2 separate regions of the Drosophila melanogaster genome follow, and region 1 is linked to region 2. Evidence: chromatin contacts called from public Hi-C data. All regions are on one chromosome and are shown on one strand. Each heading gives the region's core, a stretch centred on a gene start, on an enhancer-like site or on the middle of the called end of the contact. The rest is flanking DNA. Distances are from core to core; before and after follow the strand shown.

Region 1 (3,450 bases), core at 495-2,994, 280 kb after region 2:
GTCATGAGGGGAAGCAGAGAAGCACTGAGAAATCGTTTCTTCCAACTGTACAAATTCCAACATTGTTGTTTTTATTCTTAAATTGAATTTGGGCTTATATACAGAAAAAATAAATATTAAGTTCTTGTTATAAACTCTTTTACCCAACAACACGCCAATTGCTGCTATTTTATTAATCTCTGTTTATAACAGTAAACAATTTGGCTGCTGAATAATAATAAAATTCCAACAGAAACTATAAAAGCACAAAAATGTGTAAACAAAATAGGGCAATAGGTAATAATATTTATTGAACAGAGAATGTATTAAGGGGGTGCCACGGGCACATAATATATATGCGAGTGGAGCTCGGCGATCGTACGAAAATATGAAAAATTTAAAATTTACAGAAACCAAAAACCTTTCTACTAATAAAATAAAGCACAAATTCTTTAAACCTTTTTTTAATTATTAAATACAGATTAGAAACTAAACAAATAAACATTTTGAAACTATGTAAGATCTTTGCTGTTGGCACACAAATCGTCAGACCGCCAACTGCGGCGCCTGGTTAAGGCGAACAACAGCATTAACTGCGCTGCAACTTCGGTTGATTCAAATTCCAATTAGAAGTGTCGAATTTCAATTAGGTGAACGCTGCGTCATCAGCCCGACGTAGTTGGATTGATTAACCCTGTGTTCCCAACCGCGTGATGCACGCGCTAACTTACACAAAACCACACATATAAGAAATTTACAGTCTAACTTCTATAGAAAAGAACAAAGCTAGTTTTGCTACTGTAACCATATTCTTAATAAATTATTTTATTCTCAGAAACAATAGTACCCGCAATTTAACTGCTCTAAGGTAAAAGAAAAATTTGTAAAGAAAAAAGAAAAATTTGTAAATTTGTAAATTTAATGTATTGCAACATATATAATAAACACGGTATGTGCCACACTGCGAAATATCAATGATTTTGACTTTGACTGACCACCGTATACGGACACACCCACAAGATCAGACCCACAAAGACTCACCCACAAAGGCCTTCAGCTCGTAGTCTACTCCGCAAGACTTGCCCACATCTCCAGGAGCCGGCTGCAAGGACACAGAGGCTGGGCAATAGGGCGGAACCTCAAAATAAAACGGATGGGCGTTCGGCCCCAGCTTTTTAATTAACCTTTCCTGAAGCCGGGTCATCGGGCGGTCCAGCTGCATGGGCGGATAGATCTGCTCATGCGCCAGATACAGGTCCTTACGGAACGTTAATCCCAAAACATCTAGGTCTTCACGTCCGTACCGAAAGGCGGCAAGCACCTGGCCAAAAACCTTACGGTCCTTTACGTACTCTGGATCAATGAAGACAACACCGTCAATGGGATCCACGTGCGTGACATGGTCGACGAAGTCCCGTTTGCCAAGGTAAACTGTTATCTTGCCGTTGGAGGAGCTCTTCTTAAACACCCGAGTCGCCTGGCGTCTGGAGCTGGCATCTCCACCAGTCTCGTCGCCTGCGCTTCCGCCCCCAGTGCTCCCGGCAGCTGTTACATTGGTGCTGGAGCCATTGCTCACATTTGCTCCTCCACTTCCTCCACCACCACCGTTCATTATGTTATTTGGCGGTTATGCTTGTTATTCTGCTTTTCTGCTGTTCCTGCTTAATTGGAACTCCGTTAAATAAATATATGTGTGCGTTGCGGGACTTGTGCTGCAATTTAATTTTTTATGTGTATACTTGTTCCGCCATTTACCAGCACTGCTTGACAGTCATTGGAAAAATACCAGGGAATATTACATACTAACAAATTATGTACTTCTCTGGTATTTCAATTCAGTGCGAACAAACCGATATATGTTTGGTCGTACCATAATCGCAGCCTATAATTAATATTTATTTTGCATTTTTGGCACCTATTTATATTTCCTAAGTGTGCCCTGGCCCATAGTAAGTGACTTTTAATAATTTTTCTTTCAATACCATTAACAATTGCTTGAATTAACATTAAGTTTCCTACTAAGATAAAATGCAACTGCAGGTTGACTTGGCTTTTTAATGAAATATAATATATATATTATAAATTCCTTTAGAAACAGATGATTCATAGCTGATGATTGAGGAAACTTACCATTTGGAATGTATAAACACATGTAAAATCAGACCGTTGGTAAATATCTAATCATAGATTGTATCCTAAGTCTTAAATAAATACTTTATATAAACTGTTTAATATTTATTTTATTTTTTAAAGGCTTTTATTATTTTTATATGTATACATGTGCATGAACGGACTTTAAACCATATTTAGTAGTGGAATAGAGCTATAAAAATGAGATTGAAGTCTCTAAAATACTTTATTTAATCAGCCTTAGCACCGATAGAGCACAACGGTCACACTGTTCTGTCCCTCTTTTCCACGTGCATTTTATTGAACGAAACCACGCGTTGTTCAGTCCAAACTTGACTTTGCTAATTTTGCCCAGAAAACCTCTAAAAGCTGTCAAAATGGCCCAAAAGAAAGCCGTCACCGTCAAAGGAAAAAAAGCTACGAATGGAGAGGAAAAGCCTTTGGCCAAACGGGTAACCAAGTCCACAAAGGTACAGGAAGAGGAGACAGTAGTCCCCCAATCGCCTTCCAAAAAATCCAGAAAACAGCCTGTTAAAGAAGTGCCGCAGTTCAGTGAAGAGGACGAGTCTGATGTGGAGGAGCAAAATGACGAGCAGCCAGGGGACGACAGCGACTTTGAGGTAAGCTATAAAAAAAACGTGGTCTTCTGAATGGATATGGCTAACATTACATGCATAGTATGCACGTATATATAGATCTGCATGGATAAGAATCCATTTTACGTTTTCTTTGCCACGTGGTTGTAAAGATTTTATAATTATAAGACGAGTGCACATAACCCACGATCCTCTGGTTTTATACCGACTCGGTTCATATATCGATAAAAAAAAAATTGTCTTTATTGGTGCTCTCCCATCAGCGGTTATAAGAAAATTGTCTACTTTTCAGACCGAAGAGGCAGCGGGCTTAATTGACGACGAGGCTGAGGAAGATGAAGAGTACAATAGTGACGATGAGGAAGATGATGATGACGATGAGTTGGAGCCTGGTGAGGTTTCCAAAAGTGAAGGCGCGGATGAGGTAGATGAATCCGATGATGATGAAGAAGCGCCTGTAGAGAAGCCAGTTTCCAAGAAATCAGAAAAAGCCAACTCTGAAAAGTCCGAAGAAAATAGAGGAATTCCAAAAGTAAAGGTTGGCAAGATTCCGCTGGGAACGCCAAAAAACCAGATCGTTTTTGTCACAAACCTACCAAACGGTAAAGTAACTGGTTTATTATTTCATTTTTCAAGTATATTTAAACTTAGTATATTTGTTCCACATAGAGTATCTCCACAAGGACTTGGTCGCATTGTTCGCCAAGTTCGGACGACTTTCCGCTTTGCAGCGTTTCACTAATTT
Region 2 (3,634 bases), core at 115-2,614:
GATAACAACAGTCGATCGACGAGTTCCCCGGGCGTGAAAAATTTGCATCTGGACGTCGCCGCATCAAATTCTCGACTCCAGCTCCCGGAACTCGGCAGGATCCGTGAAACGTACGGTCAAAATATAGAACAGTGTGGGGAAGGGCACCAAGCACATAAAGGCATAGTGGTAATTCAGGGAGGTGAGGCCGTAGGCCAACAACATCCAGTGCACAGCTGGGAAAGTAAGCTGCTGGTATACTTTATGTATGGTGAATGCGCACTTTGCTTACCTATGATGACCACGTTTTTTAACTCCCACACCGACGAGTGAACCAATGCCTTTAGGGTTTGATCCAGTTTGAGGGAATAGTGGATGGCATTGGCTACCATGGATATGGCCACGCTAAGGTACGGAAAGGAGTAATCTGAAAAAGAAAAGATCTCAAGACCAAAATATTAGCAAGCACTTAAGTACTCACAGATCAACCCACATCCTAACGCATGGATAAAGGTGAGCAGGGGCAGGAAGTAAAGAGCCGAGTAAATCGGCGCCTTGCTTCTGCCCCCCACATCCATAATTTTGCTGACTAGCGGGCGTATGAGAAACATGTTCACCAGGCACAGAAAGTAGAAAACCAGCACGATGGTTTGCCTGGAAATTGAACATTAAAGTGACTATTGTGAACACCTGGAGCCTTGGGTGGCTGGGTCTTACAATGGGTAAACTGCCTCCTGGGTGCAGTAGACTCGTGCCTCATAATTGGGGCTGGGGTTGTAAAACAATGTGTACCAGTCAGTAAGTTTTCGAACATCACAGGCGTAGAGGCGCAGCTCCCACATGGGCTCCATTAGCAAGGTGGCGAGGATGGCAGATATGGCAACCTCAACGAAAGCGCTGGCCGTCAAGATCAGCTGCTTCCGCGAAAACCTATGTGAATTCACTAAGTAAGTTCTTCTTCCAGTTTGATTAGTTCACTCACTTGCGATCCTTGGCGTCCATGTCAATGAAAAAGCAGTGCATCATAAGTGGCAGCATGGTCATGAATCCCAGGTATAGCCAGGAGTACGTGCTTAACTCGTCGCGGCATGGAGAGCATGCGTAACTTTGGTTCACCTGAACAATATAAAAGTAAATTATTTTCCAGGCGCCGTTCCGAAGGATGCTAGAACATTAACCCGAGATCCTCTGGGACAGACCCCGCAGCTGCTCCAGCTGTTGTTTCCTAGCGGTGATCGCCCACAGTAGGCTCCTGGGCAGCGTTCCAACGCGTCGTACATTCTCATGAAATCAAAACAATTACTTCGTATTGTATATTACATTAAACAAAATAAAAACAATACTCCTATCGATATCGGACTTATCGTTATCAGTAGGACCACTGAATAAACGAATAGGTTGTTCGTGCACTTAAATTAATACTAATTTATAAAATGATAATACATCAGAAGCACATGCGAAATGTATTAAAAATAAGGAAATTATTTTCTACAGATTATATAATGGGCCCTAAGACTGCTTTCTAATTTGATCAAATTAATAATACTATATGTTTTTATATATTTATTTACAATTAAACATGACTAGTAGAGTGTACATTCTTACAGTGCATTTCAATGATTTGATTTTATTTGAAATCCCAATTGCCAGAAATTTAAATTTAGGGTCCCTTATATGTACCACATAAACCAGTTCGATAGGCGCGCTTTTGGCATGGCCTGATAACTCTGGTAAAAAGCACCGCGCGAACCGGTTCAATTCATAACTAGTTCGCCCGAACTGCACAACCCTAGCAAAAGAAATAGCTTAAATATAATTTATTTAACGCGAATTGGACAACGAGCGGGTAGAAAAAACCCTGTGGCCGCAACCGCGACGCTCGCAGGATACGCAGCTCTTCGCCGTCGGGCAGGCAGGTAAAAAGCAATGGCAATTGGAGTTGACCGCAGAACAACAGCAACGGCAGACGCCATTTTGTCTATTGGCCGGCTGATTTGTAAGCTCAATATTCGCGAAATAGTTACCGCGACTAGCTTCGAGTGGCGCAGCCAAGTAAGGGCTCCCCGCTGTCCAGAGCAAAGGCGAAAGGAAGAGCAATCGCCCATTTTGAGGCCTGCGAAAAGTTGGGACTCGGTCGTCAGTTCGCTCGATTCCATTTGCGAAAAATAAATGTACGTGCGCGTGAGGAAGTGTGTGTGCGCGTGAAAAAACAGTGAAAAATAATAAAAAGCCGCACTGGCCGCCGTCCTTGGGTGACTTCCGTTAATCTCTTACAACTTTTAAAGCTATAGAAAGAATGTGAGCAATTTACCGCCCTCGACACACCCAATGAACCGCTAATTTTGGCATCTTTCTATAACTTTATGCGTAGTTATTTTCACCACCCTTCGCCTACACCCTTTCCCCGCCCCTTTTTCCACCAGTGGCTCCCACCCACCGACCGACATTCCGCTTAAGGATGATGCCGGGCGGAGAGAGATAGAGAGTGAGTGCAAAATCCGTAAACTTGGACGTGATGTAATTTTCGGCAGGAAAATGTTCTTTGTTTGCCCAAAAAAATAACAATAAATAAATAAGAATGAAGAGCGAGGCGTAAAACAAAAACAATTTTAAATTAAACTCAAACGCACACACAAAAAGAGAGGGTTCTGTGGGTGAGCGTGCGTGCGTGTGAGTGGGTGAGAGCGTAATTTGTGTGCTTTTGGAGCATTATTTGGCGCTTGCTGCCCCGTCTATTAAATAATATTGATTTTTCATATTCCAACCCAGCGCTCTCTTACACACACGCAGGACCACTCACACACCCAAAACTGAGCTTCGTACACATGTGGGCCTTTTCGGTCTCTCTCTTAGCGCTGTATTTATCCGCCTCTTATTGCCTCTTTCGCTTCGTTGCACTTTATAGATTTTTGCAAACTGGCCGCTGACCAGGCATTGGGAAAAAGGACAATAAGAGGGAGCCCAGAGCAAGAAGTCCAACTAACCGACCAACTGTGCCTCAAGAAACAGCAAATCAGCGGGGAACTCCCAAACTGGACAAGCAGAAGCCCGGATACCTCACATTTGCCATAAGACACCAGTCAAAAAACGACGCGCACTGCAGAACGCATTAGGATTAGCCCGGCACTAGAGCTCGTGCATTAACATCCGCTTCCGGTGCTCCGCAGAACGAGTTGGCTGGAGAGGATACCCCGCCACCATGACGTTCGACACTCGTAGGCACACCACCGGACAGCCGGGAAGCACAGCGCCCAGCTCAAGCAGCAGCACCACCAGCACAACAACCACCACAACGAGTCCGGCGCAGAGTGCCGGATCAGGATCGGGCATAGGAACAGGCACAGGAACAGTCGCCAACTCGAGTCTGCCAGGAGGAGGATCAGGTAGCTTGGACGGCAACCAGGATCAACAGCCGGCCACAGACAGTCAGAGCTCTGATGACGTGGCCGCTTCCTTGTCAGCGAACAGCGTGGACAGCACCATCACAATAGTGTAAGTGGTCGTGCTGCCGTATTTGCATGACTCCGCCCAATTAGTCGGGTTTTGTGCGTAGCACCAGTATGACCGCCACCCCTAAAGATCCCCAACATTCGTGTGTTTACTTTTGCGTAGTAATTCTTCCACATGCATTCTTTGTTTGTCTATGGTTGGGCCA

Evidence for each region. A called contact is a pair of places that touch in the nucleus more often than the background predicts.
Region 1: a Hi-C map of the Kc167 cell line shows a contact between it and region 2, with 5 times the contacts expected there. The contact joins the promoter of krz here to the promoter of CG2126 in region 2. A contact is called at or near these places in 4 of 107 Hi-C or Micro-C datasets (the Clone 8 cell line, the Kc167 cell line, the ML-DmBG3-c2 cell line and 1 more) and 2 of 6 datasets of contacts at active chromatin or transcription factors (both in the Kc167 cell line).

Annotation. Positions count from the first base shown.
Region 1 is chr3R:32,050,249-32,053,698 of dm6, forward strand. It overlaps krz (kurtz), which reads right to left and starts at 1,745. Exons shown (of 2, transcript NM_080249.5): 1 at 1,021-1,745. The coding sequence starts at 1,591. It overlaps mod (modulo), which reads left to right and starts at 1,812. Exons shown (of 6, transcript NM_079875.3): 1 at 1,812-1,928; 2 at 2,072-2,148; 3 at 2,233-2,729; 4 at 2,998-3,307; 5 at 3,375-3,450. The coding sequence starts at 2,487.
Region 2 is chr3R:31,775,288-31,778,921 of dm6, forward strand. It overlaps CG2126, which reads right to left and starts at 1,365. Exons shown (of 6, transcript NM_143638.4): 1 at 1,158-1,365; 2 at 962-1,095; 3 at 697-909; 4 at 461-633; 5 at 272-406; 6 at 1-215. The coding sequence starts at 1,265. The coding sequence ends at 64. faf (fat facets) reads left to right here and starts at 2,131. Exons shown (of 19, transcript NM_001260461.1): 1 at 2,131-2,277; 2 at 2,351-2,464; 3 at 2,885-3,471. The coding sequence starts at 3,179.